Linked DNA regions of Mus musculus: regions 1, 3, 4 and 5 are each linked to region 2. Evidence: chromatin contacts called from public Hi-C and promoter capture Hi-C data. All regions are on one chromosome and are shown on one strand. Each heading gives the region's core, a stretch centred on a gene start, on an enhancer-like site or on the middle of the called end of the contact. The rest is flanking DNA. Distances are from core to core; before and after follow the strand shown.

The links. Promoter capture Hi-C pulls out the DNA fragments that hold promoters and counts their contacts. A called contact is a pair of places that touch in the nucleus more often than the background predicts.
Region 1: a Hi-C map of the N1E-115 cell line shows a contact between it and region 2, with 4 times the contacts expected there. The contact joins two enhancer-like sites. A contact is called at or near these places in 1 of 15 datasets of contacts at CTCF or cohesin (the NIH/3T3 cell line), 4 of 484 Hi-C or Micro-C datasets (the N1E-115 cell line, cerebral cortex and cortical neurons) and 1 of 115 datasets of contacts at active chromatin or transcription factors (astrocytes).
Region 3: a contact with region 2 is called in a promoter capture Hi-C map of hippocampal neurons, with 2.1 times the contacts expected there. The contact joins two enhancer-like sites. A contact is called at or near these places in 3 of 39 promoter capture datasets (HPC-7-derived erythroid cells, hippocampal neurons and liver).
Region 4: a promoter capture Hi-C map of the C10 cell line shows a contact between it and region 2, with 4 times the contacts expected there. The contact joins the promoter of Acot12 here to the enhancer-like site in region 2. A contact is called at or near these places in 6 of 39 promoter capture datasets (the C10 cell line, cranial neural crest, frontonasal cranial neural crest and 2 more) and 2 of 9 other capture datasets (adipose tissue and liver).
Region 5: a contact with region 2 is called in a Hi-C map of cortical neurons, with 5 times the contacts expected there. The contact joins two enhancer-like sites. A contact is called at or near these places in 2 of 484 Hi-C or Micro-C datasets (the N1E-115 cell line and cortical neurons).

What each region holds. Positions count from the first base shown.
Region 1 is chr13:91,694,190-91,696,972 of GRCm38.p6, reverse strand. The region is part of intron 16 of Ssbp2 (single-stranded DNA binding protein 2); the gene reads right to left. Among named protein-coding and RNA genes, the nearest start is that of Gm22778, 28 kb to the left of the region's middle. Within about 2 kb of position 1,377, at least 30 of the 459 cell types and tissues checked have an H3K27ac peak or open chromatin away from gene starts, as enhancers often do. A contact at or near this core is called in the N1E-115 cell line, where this site is marked.
Region 2 is chr13:91,037,873-91,040,638 of GRCm38.p6, reverse strand. The region is part of intron 4 of Atg10 (autophagy related 10); the gene reads left to right. Among named protein-coding and RNA genes, the nearest start is that of Gm46434, 110 kb to the right of the region's middle. Within about 2 kb of position 1,253, at least 128 of the 459 cell types and tissues checked have an H3K27ac peak or open chromatin away from gene starts, as enhancers often do. A contact at or near this core is called in the N1E-115 cell line, cortical neurons and hippocampal neurons, where this site is marked.
Region 3 is chr13:91,867,462-91,870,485 of GRCm38.p6, reverse strand. The region is part of intron 1 of Ckmt2 (creatine kinase, mitochondrial 2); the gene reads left to right. Among named protein-coding and RNA genes, the nearest start is that of Ckmt2, 7.9 kb to the left of the region's middle. Within about 2 kb of position 1,710, at least 6 of the 459 cell types and tissues checked have an H3K27ac peak or open chromatin away from gene starts, as enhancers often do. A contact at or near this core is called in hippocampal neurons, where this site is marked.
Region 4 is chr13:91,740,101-91,742,800 of GRCm38.p6, reverse strand. Acot12 (acyl-CoA thioesterase 12) reads right to left here and starts at 1,280. Exons shown (of 15, transcript NM_028790.3): 1 at 1,141-1,280. The coding sequence starts at 1,270. It overlaps 4833422C13Rik (RIKEN cDNA 4833422C13 gene), which reads left to right and starts at 929. Exons shown (of 2, transcript NR_015501.1): 1 at 929-1,379.
Region 5 is chr13:91,906,855-91,909,845 of GRCm38.p6, reverse strand. The region is part of intron 19 of Rasgrf2 (RAS protein-specific guanine nucleotide-releasing factor 2); the gene reads left to right. Among named protein-coding and RNA genes, the nearest start is that of Gm46435, 16 kb to the left of the region's middle. Within about 2 kb of position 1,410, at least 17 of the 459 cell types and tissues checked have an H3K27ac peak or open chromatin away from gene starts, as enhancers often do. A contact at or near this core is called in cortical neurons, where this site is marked.

The DNA of each region.
Region 1 (2,783 bases), core at 128-2,627, 660 kb before region 2:
AACTCCAGACTCTGGACTGTCAAGCTGGTATTTTTGAGTTCACTAAATAGTTCCTCATTTTCTTAGTTAAGGTACAAATAAAGTCACTGGAGATAGCTACTTTGTCCTTAAACCCGTGCTTGTAAGCACAGAATCTTTTTCTCTATTGTCCTCTCTCCGTTCACTGCTTGGTCTACTTTAAAATAAACAAAAAAGTGTGGTGGCATTTATATACAGGCAACACGAAGTGTACTCAATGGACTCCACAACAGAACACATGGAACTGGCAGGGAGAAGTGGGGGAGGGGGACAGGAAAGAATTGGAGGGGAAGGATTGAAGGGACAGATTTGAGCAAACATATTGTATGACATCCTTATACAGTAAAAACTGTGGTAATAGAAAGCAAGCCACAGATGACAAAGATACCAGCTGCAGTAGGTGAACTCTCCTTACTGGACAGACCAGAGGACCAAGTAGTCATTAGGACTGAGCACTTCTTTCTAGACTGTGGTAGCCATCAATCACCCTTGCCACACCCCACTGTGCTCAGTCTCTAACCATCAACCAGGAAGGGGATGCAGTGTCTCTGGCTGCTCTCAGCTCTTTTCCCTTTTGTGAACTCTCCTTCTGGGGCAAGAGAGGGAAGGAGGAGCTTCAGAGAGCCTGGTTTTCAACTCCACCCTGTAGTTTTACTTGGCACTGAAGCTCCTCTGAGTTCAGGGCAGCCAGGCCAGGCCAGGCTGATTTTGACAGACTTCCAACAACTTATGAGATGGTCCTAAACTACGCCAGCTATCTCTTATCACATATGTATGTGAAATACGTTTTTATGTTGATGACTGTAAAATAAAAACCATTCAACTCTGAAAAAAATCAGATTCTCTATGTCCTGAAGTAACAAGCATTCAGCGAAAGCCTCTTTACATAAAACACACAAGACAGCATTCCGGAGGCAAAGGCATACAGAGCTCTGTGAGTTCAAGGCCAGCCTAGTCCAAACAGAATTTCTAGGACAGCCAGAACTACACAAAGAACATACACTTGGTCTCTCTCTCTCTCTCTCTCTCTCTCTCTCTCTCTCTCTCTCTCTCATACATCCACTCTCATACACACAGAGAACATTTCATTAGATCTTGTGTTTAATAAATTATAAGAAAGTGCACATCAAAAACCGTTTTAAAATGCATTTCTTTATGATTTGTTACTAGTAAGTGCTTGATTTGTCTGTCTGTTTTCCACCTACGTGCTTCAGGTTGCAAGTGGGACGTTCAAGGGGCCCATCATGACCAGCATTTGAACAGATTCTGTCAGAGTGAGCCACTCAGTGCTGGCTTTTTGTGTCTTTTATGTCACTTAACACACTGTCCTCTGGTTTGGTCAGAGTTGTTCAACAGAGTGGTATTCTATTACATAAGGCTCTATTTTTAATCCACAGTTTACTTCACCCCTTTGCTGTCAACAGTGTACTACAGAATGCATACATGTTAGTCCCCTGTGATCATCTGTTAGCAGAACTGTACTCCTGACTGACACACATGCTATGCTCCTCACTCTGGAATACAAAAGGAGATAAATGTGTTTTATTAGATAAAGTGAACATTAAAAATGACTGGCTTGTCCTTGTTCCAGGGGAAACAGAGACCATGGTCCTAAAATAATGCCTCTTGTAATCTCACATGTGGCTTAAACCCTGAGCTGTCTCCTGATTTTTCTTGCTTACTCACTGATGGCTAGGCTATCTCATGTAATTTTATCTACCTTCTTTGTCCTACTAATCATATAAAGCAAATTAGAGAGCAGAAGAAAAAAAAACCCTTTTTCTAGCCTACATTCAGGGGCAGCCTCATTTCTAATGGAGACTATAGGTTGAGACCAAGAAGCAAAGGAATCCACAGAACATCAAACTCTGGACTCCATGTTGGGCATCACTCTGCACTAAAGTCGAATGCTATTAGCCGTGATGTCCACCTCCAGACCTGGCAGCTTTGGCAAACGCTGAGTCAGACAGCATGGTGGCAAGCATGTGTGCCTTTTGTCCTGACAGATCCATGGGTCATACACTGATAAAGCTCACTTGGGCTCTGCAACATTTGTTTTCTAATCCAGCTCAGTGGTCCCAGCACAGAGCAGCCCCCGAAATTCCTAACTAGCCCTTTTCATCACCCTGCCCAGCCTGACTCCCAAAAATTCTGAGTCCATTGGGTTTAGAAGGAGATCTAGGAAACTTAAAAGAAATCCTTGAATGTTTCTGGAGTGAAATAAGAGTTAAATGTTACTGCATTACTCTTTGAGCGGGGCAGCATCTTGCCTCTGTAGTCCTTCTAGTGTGTATATACTGCCCTGGCACATATAAATGGTTATAAGCTGTTTGCCAAATAAACTTTATAATTTCACCTTTTGTTCTGTATACATCTATGGAGATAACTTATAACCCTAAAACTTTAAAAATGCCACAAGTTTTAAGCTCAGGCTGACAAGACCACCAATGTGACCCTCACTTCATCAAAGCCAAAACACATGTAGATTATTGCCCGTCTTACTATGGCAAAATCAAGGACAGATCTGACTTTGCAGTGACCTACACATTTTGCGAGAAGGTAGGTATTTCACACTACAGAGGTACTGCTTTCCATCTGATTCATGACAATGAATGTCTTCTAGGAGGAAATCCGTAGTGTAGGTTGGGTAACTGCACATAAATAAAAAGGCCCCAAGGATCCCTTTTTTCATAAAATTGCATCTGAAGATTCTTTTGGCTTTTAGAAGATCAACATACTGAACACTTTATACACAGCGATAATGG
Region 2 (2,766 bases), core at 4-2,503:
TCACAGTTTTGGCCCCTTGCCTGAAGTTGACTAAGCCCCCTGGCCTTTCTTGACTTTAAACAAGTAGGAACAACTTAAAGCTGCAATGTTTATTTACTTCTAACTTTGCAGTAAAAAATTTCTTTCTGTCTCAAGTGATGCCATTAACTCCTAAGTTCCTGGGCTTCTTTCACCAAGAGCTTATGGTTATTTCAAGAAATGCTTATTGGTTAGGTTAAGGGGTATTTAAGAATAGCAGTAACACCTCCACTAGTCATCTACACACCTCATGCCTCAGTGCCTCGATATGCTGTGATCTAACGCATTGCCTGACAAGAAGGTGGACACCTTGTCTCCTTGGAGGCCTCTGCTAATGATGCCACATGGAGTCCTCACACTGCAGCTTGGAGATGTCTGGGTATGCCCTGGGTAAATTAGGTCAACTTCAGGCCTTGGACTCAGAGCTCCATCCAGTCCACCTCTTACCTTGTGTGTGGTTTTGTGCATGCCTTTCTCGGTAACAGTTTGCATTTGCAGACTACTAATTTCTGGATAGCTAAGACATGTGAATTTAGCCAATGATCTCTTATTTTTAATTAAAAAGTAGCATAAGCTGCTTTGAGTGTGTATTTGGTGGGTTTAATCACTCACTGCTTTATATTGTTTAATGGTCTCCAGTTTTGCAGGGCTGGCAGTTTTACAAGCACTTACGATTTAAAACAAGAGCAAATTCTTAGAGAATCCCTGGTGAGAAGATTTTAATCTGAGGTGCAGTTCCTAAGAACTGACAATTTTGGGTAAATTTTTAACCTGGGACTTGAGGACACAGATAGTTACTAACTCTCAAACTCTTGCTGCAGATTCATCCATATGATTACTCCTAACCTTTAAAACATTTGCTTTATTGTAATAATATTTGATTTAGAGTCCAGAGGTTAAAGAGGATTTCTTGTCTCTACACTGTGCCCTCTACTAAAAGTTGGGGAATATATTTGTTACGTGGGGTAGAGGAGGTGGGGAATGCTTCCTTGATTCTAGTTTGCAGTCGCCCTGCCTAGCGCTATCTAGATTCAAAGACAAGCCAGGGCTGCAGGTAGAGGACACAGGGCACTCATTCGGATTCTTCAGAACTGTTCTTTCATGTGATCGGTATTCACTGTAAGCACTTAATCACCAGAGACGAATTTCCAGAGACAAAACAAGTCCTTTAGCTTGTCAGCATCAGGGATGCGAGGGATTGCAACATGGCTGCTTCTAGCTGGAAGTGGGTCTTGCCGAGACCGGCTGATGAGCTCACGCTGGCTCTGTGCTCTGCACGTGCCAACAGCTCCCCTTACAGCACAGCACAGTGATTGTTCCTGCAAGTCCAATTATATTTTAATGACATTAGTGTGCTTCCTGCATGCCTTTCTACATGGTGATTTTAGTTCTTAAAACACACATACACAAGTAGCACTCCTGGTTCTATTTTTAGAATTTCAAGGCACCCTTCCTGTGTACCTGATAAAGAAAACCAAAGAGGTCATTTGTTTTTTGTAAAAATATATTCCCAACCTCTCATTCTGTCTTGTATGGAATTGATTTTTAGTTCTTTTTAATTCCAGAATTCATTTGCTTATGCACATTAAAATATGGGATTATATTTTATAAAGCATATTGAGATGTTTTCTTGTGGAGAAAACTGGAAAATGGTTCATTGCTTGATCATTCTGTGTACTTTTAAATTTTGCTTTTACCTAACGTAAACTCAGGGGCCTTCTAAGAATGCACCATTCTTCATTTATGAGTCATTTTTTAACGTATTCTCCCTAGTCCAGTCCTCCTTTCAACGTCTGCTTAGCCTGGCTGTTCATGTGTTAAAAGTCTGATGGTGTAGAGAATGCATTCCTAGCGTCGTCTTCTTATTCCAGGCCTGGGCTTTTGTTATTGGTGGTGGTTTTGTTGTTGTTGTTGTTGTTGTTGTTGTTGTTTGTTTCCTACCAAGAGAATCTGACCTAGAAACAGGATGATTGTAAAAATTCTTGCCCAAGGGTCTTGTCTGTCTGTCTTTCTTTCTCTTTCCTTTTTTCCTCATTCCTCCCCATTTTTTCTTTTGTTTGATGTTGCAAAAAATAGTTTATTTGTTTGTGACAGGAGTTAGAGTTTCTTTTGCATCTGTTAGTAAAAATCAATTTCTCTGCTTAACTTTGATTTTTTTTCTATACACTCACACACACACATACACACATACACACACAGGAAAAGTAAAGCAAGGGTTTGGTAGTTCCCATTGAAACTGACATTGCCCCCTTTATCAACTGGTTGAGATTTCTTCTGAATCTGTTTTGTTTCTTGACATGCAAATCCACTGTGCTTTGAGTTCCTGTGGCTCCTGTATATGATTCAGTGTCTGCCTGAGACTCAGCTAACATGCTGACTACCCTTGCTCCTCCCACGTCCTGTCTCATATCTCTCATCAGACCATGTCATCACCTCACACACTGCAGTATAATAATGTGTCTGTTTATTTGCCCTCCTACCAGATGGTACGCAAACATATAAAAAGTAGTGAAGGATATCAGTGTTGATTACCTACAAAGTGAGAAGCATTGATTATGGATCTGTGCTTGATAGTTACGTGGCATTTTACACACACGCCATGCTCACCTTGCTAATTTTGTTATTCACATCGTCATCCGTAGGCAAGCATCAGCAGATGCTTTCTGGATAAGTCAATAGTGAAGACTCTCTAAGCATTTCTAAGTATAGCCAAAAGACTAAAATATTGTGGATGTAATACTGTTCTCA
Region 3 (3,024 bases), core at 461-2,960, 830 kb before region 2:
GGATAGGATTTCAGAATCTATGGTGAAAGAAATGCAAATTAGTTTGGAAGCAGGGCCTGGTCTTTCCAAGTAACAGATTTAAAACTGAAAAAAAAATCTCAAAAAAGAAGGAAAGAACAAATGAGCGAACAAAAGAAAGAAAGAGAGAGAGAGAGAGAGAGAGAGAGAGAGAGAGAGAAGAAAAGAAGAAAAGAAAAGAAAAGAAAAGAAAAGAAAAGAAAAGAAAAGAAAAGAAAAGAAAAGAAAAGAGGAGAGGAGAGGAGAGGAGAGGAGAGGAGAGGAGAGGAGAGAGAGGAGAGGAGAAATTCTCAAAGCAAAGGAGGTTGGCCAGATATAGAAACACCCTTGGGAATGGATGTGGCAAAGGTCCTGTCTTCCTTATCACCATGAGTGACACCATAGCAGGAGACACTTTGGAGGCAGGAAGCATCTGCCTTTTGAAATTGGGCAGACTGCTGAATATAAGCCTAGCCATGGGTCTTTAACTGGCAAGATTGCCTGATGTCTACATCCCTAGATAATTTCTCATTGTGCAAACATCAATATTTGTGCATACAATACTTCCACAAGAATAGATGCTAGAGTAGTGGTTCTCAGCCTATGGGGTCATGGACCTTTGGGGATCAAAAGACATTTTCAGAGGTGTCACCTAAGGCCATCAGAAAACTCAGATATTTACATTACAATCCATAGCAGTAGTAAAATTACAGTTATGAGGTAGCAATGAAAATAATTTTATGGTTGGGGTCACCACAACCTGAGGAGCTATATTAAAGGGCCACAGCATTGGGAAGAATGAGAACCCCTGGGATAGAAGTTGATGACCACATGGCTTCTTGATGCGACCAAAAGACCAGGAAACATGAGATTAACTGAAACTGCCACCTGATAGCATTGCAGGTAATTTTACAGTCAAATATTGATAAAATATATTATAGCAAATAAAAAATAGTAACAGCCATGTATTACCAAGTATTCCATCCTGTCAATCATTGTGCATGCCATGCTTTTATATTTGTGGGAGCCCAAGTGTGTTTATAAAAGGATCACCACAAGAATATCTGTGATGTGTCACATGACATTATGACCTTATGAGGAATACCACATTTCTAGACAATTGGAGCGGTTTGGCTATAATCCCTGTCAACCAGTGTTGACCACAGCCTCCTTATGTGAGGTGTGACTGGAATTCTATAAAGTAAGGAGTGGATGCTTATTGATCAGGTAGCTGTGGTCATGCCAATAGATGGAATTTCTTGGGCTTGAAGAATATACTCATCACCAGGGTCATACAACACGCAGGGATTCCCTAACATTAAGGGAGACTTGTGAGAGCTGAGTTCACCAGCAAGATGAAAAGACTGTGAAGCCCAAACCAGCCTGTGAGTGCTCAGGGAACCAATAGAGAAAAACAAAAAAGCAAAACAACCCATTGGTGTAGAAGGAAGCATCGTTTATGTGGGCTGAGATGTCAGGTTGCAGCCTGGTGGGGTAGGGAATAGAGACACGAAAGTACTAATTGGAAGAACAGCAAGAAGCCCCCCAAAATGACAATGCTTTGCTAAAACAGCTTGGCCTAATTTCCTGCATAGGTCCAAGATTAAAAACCAACATTTAGAAGCAATATAAAAAATTTAAGACCACAAAAGCTCTAGAGCCAATCTGAATGTTAGGCTGACAACTGTGTCCTTAGCAACAGTCTCCATGGCAGGCCCTGAGTGATGTCTGCATGAAATGGATTTGATTTTATACACTTGTGAAAGACATAATGTTTGGTTGATATTTAGCTCTTTCCTGCCAACCTTTTGTTTTGTTTCATGATCTGAATGAATCTGCGACCCTGGGGGAGAGGCATGAGCCTCTCTTGGTGCTAATATGGATCTCTGCAGCTTCTCCTCCACAGCATAGGCTGCCAGGCCATTTTACTAACAGAAATCAAAAGCAAAAGGAGATGAAGTTACCCAGATGTAACATGCCAAGGAAGTCATAATTGTCGCATATAATGTACATCGCCTGCTCTTCCCACCAAGCCCCAGGATTCCCTGGTGTGGGCTTCCATGACCTTGAGAATGAACATGGCAGTCTTCTCGCTTGCCTGTCCTGGTTGGAGCAGGTACAGATGTTCTGATGGTTCTAAATGCCTCTGCCTGGTGCAGTGTCACTTACCTGGCTCCTATGAACAGCAGGTTTCCCAATCAGGTCTGTCCAGCCTTGGACCCTCTGTTCTCTTTGCCTGAACAGCTTTATTGAAAGTAGGCATCATGCAAGATCCCCTGAAGAATATCTTGCTTGTTTCCTCTCCAGCATCAATCTCCACATATAATTATTTCATTTGCTGTGTTTCTTATCCATCATTCCTAGAAAACTTAGGAGTCCCTGAAGAACACAGCATTTATTCACTGTCTTCTCTTGCCTCTGCTATCTACCACAATGCCTGACACTTAGGAGTCCCTCAGTCAGGAGTTAGTCCCTGAATCAATCACATGCTTTCTGCTGGGCTTGAAATCCAGACCTAGAGATCAGGGGTCCCAAGACACTCTGGAAGAAACCCAAGGGTAAAAAATTTGCCACACCTGCAGATATGAACACAGTTCCTGTTAGCTTAGGAACAATGTGCTCTACCTTTCTATTGAACCCTTATGGCTTAGAAGGCATTTGATTCGAACTTTTTTCCCCTTGATGAATTTACAATAAATCTCAGAGTGACATTTGTCTCTTTGCTTAGAAAGCAGAATTGAGAATATGACAGCACAGCGTTAGTGTTGCCTGCTGTTCATAGGGGCCAGGATGCCTTAGCACATCTCCACATCCTTGAAGTTAGTTAAAAAAAAATCCTGGCAACACTGGAGCCTGTGGAGGACAGAGGAGTATACGTGATAGGGCCCTTGTCTGGCCATTTCAGGTCTCTAGAACAACTTCAAGAAGTTACTTATTTGTCACAGCAATTTTAGACATCTATGTCATCAGTAAAATGCAGAGAATTGTATATAGATGTTAATATAGAAGATAAGGTGTCTGATAAGC
Region 4 (2,700 bases), core at 31-2,530, 700 kb before region 2:
CAGCATTATGGACTGGGTGGCTTGGACAATAGACATTCGGTTTCTCAGAGTTCTGAAGGCTGTCAGGTCCACCAGACTGGTGAAAACTCTCTTCCTGGTTTGCAGGCCGGCTCTTGCTGCGGCCTCACGTGTCACGTGCTTCTAAGATCTAAAAGACTTAGTGCCCTGAGATGAGGTTGTGTTCTTCTCATCTCTTTAATCCTCGATTATACGACACAGCCACACCACGGTACTTGCTGTCACTTTCAAAATACAAACTTCAGAGATGGCATGGAGAGAGACATCATTCAGTCCTTATTAGATGATTTTGTGCCACCACCCCCAACGCTTAGTGCTGGGATGGAAATCACACCGGCCTCAAGCAAGCTAGGCAAGCCCTTCGCAACTGGATTATACCAGCAGGCCTTCTTACTCCCATTCTCTCTCAGGAATATCAAGTTTCCCCTGCCTGCCTAACAGTAAATGGTAGTAAACTGAACACAGAAGAGAACCTGGCAAAGGAGCAATCAAGCTTTTAAATCATGAAAAGCATGAATTCTGACCAGTTGTGCAAGAACACTTTTGCTGTTGCAGTAAATAATGTAGTTGTTTGTTAAGAAAATATAGTAACATGTGCACATTTGTGTGTGTGTGTGTGTGTGTGTGTGTGCGCGCGCGCGCGCGCGCGCCTATGAGACTACAAAGTGAATTGGGGTTTCATGCTTGCAGTGTGAACACTTTTTCCAGCCTCAGTTCTACTTAGTCAATAAACTCTATCTTTAGAATTTTAAATATGGTTAAGTACAGATATACGCAATCTATATAGCAAAGTCTTTGCGTGGAGGCGGGGAGAGGATGTCTTCACTTTGTTTTGTGAGTTGAAAGGAATCCAGCCAAATAAACATGTGAGAACCACTAGTCTAGGTCGCTGTCAGCAGCTATCTTAGTCATTCCTGTCTGCGGCTGCTCTCAGCTCTGGGAACACTGCCCTTTACTTTGCTTCCTTCCTTTTCCCACGCTCTCTCTGGCTTCCACGCCAGCCTAGCGCATCCCTAATTTCAGACACTCCAGTCCTTCAGGATCCCCGGACAGTATCACCTCCCTGGCCACCAGCAGCAGCCCTCCCCGACCGACGGTGCCCTCGCGTGGGCCGGCACCTACCCGCCAGGCAAGCGGTGGTGTCCATCCACTTGAGCAGCTGCCCTGCGCTCAGCTCGCCGCGGGAGTCGGCATGAGCCGGCTGGATGGCCTGGCTCATGAGCACCTCACCCGGCGCCACCATCGACTCCATCGTCCTGGCTGAGAGAACCCCAGACGCCAGCAGCAGGCCATCCCGATCCCCTGGGGCCCGCCCCCGCTCCAAAGGGCGCTGCCCGCGCCCGCTGCCAGGTGCTTAGGAGGTGAGAGGTCAGGGTCCTACGAGTCAGCCGGGGACTGTCGCGAGGAGGGCGAGGAGGGCGAGGAGGGTGAGGGAGTAGAGTACGCCAGCCTCTCTCGGAGCAGAACAGGAGCGCTGCCCTAGCTCCAAAACGCATGGGGCAGAGACAGGTGTTTCTAGAATGCAGGACAATGGTCATCATCAGAAGACCTTGGCAGAGGAGGGAGCTTTAGAAGGGATTGCATGCTCTCCGGAGAGGGCAGAGCCTTTGCTGTGGAAATGTTTTAGAGAGCTTGGCTTCTGTTTTTTGTTGCTTGGTTGGTTTAGTAGTTGGCCTTTTTCCCCCTGACAGACATTGCAACACTTACTGCTCCGGCCTTTGTTTAAACTCTACCTACAGGTTCTTAGGACACTACAGCGGCTCCAAAGATCATTTTGTTAGGAAACTGATTACACTGCCAAACAAACTGAAAAACAAACGTCCCGAGGAGCTGGAGGGTGTAGTGCATCAGTCACCAAAACTAGAGAAGGCAACATTCTGAGTTTTCTAGTGTCCCCCCACCCCAACGTTCATGGGAGAAAAATCTAGGACACTGTATATGAACTCGAGGCCCACACTCAAGGCTAGCAGGTGCTATACTTTGTAGAGTGTCAGCCACTGGCTTTACAAAGCAGGTCTTTTGGGGGAAACGGGATCAAAACCCTTCAGTGGCTCTCGGATCTGAGGATGGAGTAATGGAAGCCTGGAGGGGTGAGGTGGCTTGTCTGGTACTACCTAAAACATCAGGACGAGGTGGCAGGAACCAGGGCCTCCTGACTGTCCTGGGACCTCACTGACGCCTGGGAATATTGCTGCACTTTCAGCATTAGGTCTCTGGCCACCGAGCTCAGCCTGAGAGCATCAAAGACAGTCTGGGTCTTTAAAGATTTTTTTTAGAAATTATTATTTTAAAGTATGTGTATGTATTTATCTGTATGTGGGTATACATACCTGAGCATGGGAGTGCCCTGGAGCTGGAATTATAGACAGTTATGAGCTGGAATTGTAGGCAGTTGTGAGCTGTCTGCTGTCAGAACTGAGAGCCAAGCGAGCTGTTGGCCAGTGATCCATCTCTCCAGCTCCAATTCTGGGGAGTTGGCCTCCCCTGTAAATACATATACATTTAATAAATGAAGAGAGAAAGAAGTACTGAGTTGATGCTCTTAGGATCCTTTGTATCTGGCCAGTTTCAGAGTATATAAGCACAAATAAAAACAGGGAAGTATTAAGTTAGATCTTATAAGAAGCATAAAAATGTCTTTTTTAAAGAGAAGGGCTTATGTAGCCCAGGCTGGATTTGTAC
Region 5 (2,991 bases), core at 161-2,660, 870 kb before region 2:
GCTGGATCCAGCCAGGGCCTAAGGAAAAGTGGGGAGGAGAGCTCTGGCTGGGTCCCACATAGAGGAGAGAGTCCTTGGCTTGGCTTGGTGGAAGCCATGGTTGGGAGAGCTGAGAGACTGTCTGTGAGAGATTAGCATTCGGCTCTTTAGATGAAGGCCTGTTCCATTGCTCCCCACAGAGGATCCTGACGAAAAGAGACAGTCCATGGCTTTAAGACATTTATTGTTATGGCAGAGAGTTGTGATAAGTAAAACTGTACCCCACCTTCTCAGGACAGGCCCGAGGTTAAATACCTTTTGTAGGGAGGAATGTCTGGGAAGGGAAGTTTACTGGATAAGCCCTTCAGAACTTTAGGTACCTCATTAAAATGGAGATCTGTGGTGAGGCTACATGACCTGTGGTTTTCTACCTGTGGAGGGGCTTGGGACGTTGCCCTTACGTGACTGATGGCCACAGGCCTATGGAGAGCTGCTGCCTCATGTTAGGGGCCTGGCATCGAGGAGCGTGGCAAAACACCTACCATCCCTTGCAGGGTCACCTGTGGGGTCACCAGGGTTTCAAACCTAGCTCAACCAGAAGCCAGGCTGCCTTTCATGGTTCCACATATCCCCAAGCCAGTCTTACTAGTAGTGGGTCCATAGTTGTTCCCTTCTGAAGGACTGTAGTGGCCAGCACTATAGGAGTCCAGATCAGGGTCTGCTTTTTGCTGCCTCTTGAAGTTTGAATGAGAGGCTCTGTACATCTGAGGCTCTGTACTTTGCTCACTTGAAATGGTACTCACACCTAGCATGGGGTGAGCTGGCACCAAGCCCGAGGCAGTCATTGTCAGCCTCATCTCCCTGGTTCTTCTCTTGGCAATCACTGTGAGTAAGTGTCCATTGTGCGCAGTCCCACCTAGAGACTTTTAACCCGCTCTCTCTGGCTTCTGCCTCTTTGCTGTGCTTAGATTGTCTCAGCCTCCACTGCTGCTCTAAGTCTCAGCAGAACATCACCCGGTCCCTTCTGTTCCCCATCACCTTCTCAAGTCTGTGCTCTAGGTGTCTTTAGCTACTGTTTCCTCCATCAGCCCATCTGCCCATCCACCTGCCCATACAGGTGCTCTGCCTTCCCCAGCACCTGCATATTGACTTTCTCGACAGTTGTTGTCAAAAGAATAAGAGACAGATTGAAATGTGGCACTCCATATTTCCTGGGGCCCTCATTTTTCTTCTTAGTTTTTCCTTTTTCCTCTTTTCTTTTCAACCCCCTAATGTTTCTGTCTCAGTGCCCGTGATTCATTCATTTGAAGCAGAGGGACATGGAGATCCTGTGGAAATAATGACTTCGGAAATAGGCTCAGAGACTTCCTCTGGTCTCAGGTCCTGCTCCCCTGCTGTTCACCAGACAACTGGACAGATCCAGCGCTGGTACCTCCCAATAGTGTGGTGGCCCAGCAGTGCCATCTTGTGGACAATGAGCTTCACTGAGACGAGGCTCGTGAAATGCAGCCAAAATTATTTTCTATGATGCAACGCAATCAGCCAGACTTATAAATATCCTCTCTCTGGATTTAAATAGGGGGAAATGCCTTCCCTTCCTGATTTATATTTCTTTTTCATTAGAAAGAACATTCTATACTTTTAAAAACAAAACTTTTCAATGACCAATTGTGTATTTTTACATTCATTTGTGAATAGCATGGTATCCTGTGAGTTCATCAAAGGTTTCGGCTTTAAAGGTAAAACAAAAGTAGTGTAATGTCTTGATCCTGAAACTTTGTCACTGCAGAGTTTGTTATAAGCAGAATCTTGGAGATGAAGATATAATTCAGTAGTTAAGAACACTTCCTGCTCTTACAGAGGGCCAGGTTTGGGCTCCCAGCATCTGCCTTGGTGGGTCACAACCATTAGTGACTCTAGTTCTAGGAGATCTAGTGATTACTAGACACATGCATGGTGCACATACATATGTTCAGGCAAAACACGCATACATATAAAATAAAACAAATCTGAAACAACAATTCAGTCTCCTTGCCTTTCCAAACATCTGGACCAGACGATAAGTGTCCACCATCCCAACCCCAGTGACTACTGTGCACCCAGAAGTTTGAGCAGCACAGGTAACCGGAGTCAGATGAAAATTCTGTGTCTTGCTCATGTGATGGTCCCTTCCCAGCTTCAGCAGCTTATGCATTACAAGGGATGCCAAGAACTTGCCCCTTGTCCCCTGTTTCCTGCTTCCTCCACAGCCTAGCTGGTGAGGAAGAACTGAATTCATAGGATTCTTCATGGCAAAAAAAAAAAAAAAAAAATCCCAGGCAGTAACAGCAAACACAAAAGTCACTATTTGTGTGAAGGATCTGAGAATATGATTATGTCAGCCATGTTGCATGAGAACAAATATTCAGAAATAACCATGCACCATGCTTCAGACAGCCATCAGCAAAATTTTCACATCATCTTTTAAAAGGGTGCTCAGGCCAGCCTCCCCAAAGTTCAGAAAGGTAAAATTACATTGAAAAATATTTTTATTGAAGAATGTTAGATTTATTTTACCTCTTACCAGTAGCTCAATAATTATATATTTGTTTATATGATTTTTTGCTAACTAGTAAAATTTTTAAATGAGTTTTTCTTGTACAAGACATGTTCGTTCATTTTGTTCTTTGACAGTTTCATGCATGGATGTAATGTATTTAGAATTCTCTCATCTGCCTCCCTTCCTTTCCCATGTCCTGTTCCCTACAAATCTCTTTTCTATTCTCTTGTTCATCTGTTTTGTGTTCCTCAGGGCTCTGCTAGGACCTTCTGTGTGGCCTTAGTATTGGAACTATCCACTGGTGTCTAGTGGTCTCACCAGAGGGTACATAACTAAAGACAGTAGTCCCTCCTCCCCATCCTGAAGCCCATACTGCCTGTGGTTCGGAAGGGGTGGGGTCCATGAGCCAACCACAATCCCTGCCCATCCATGACTCTGTTGAAACAAGCGTGTGTTGTGCTGGCTCAGGGCAA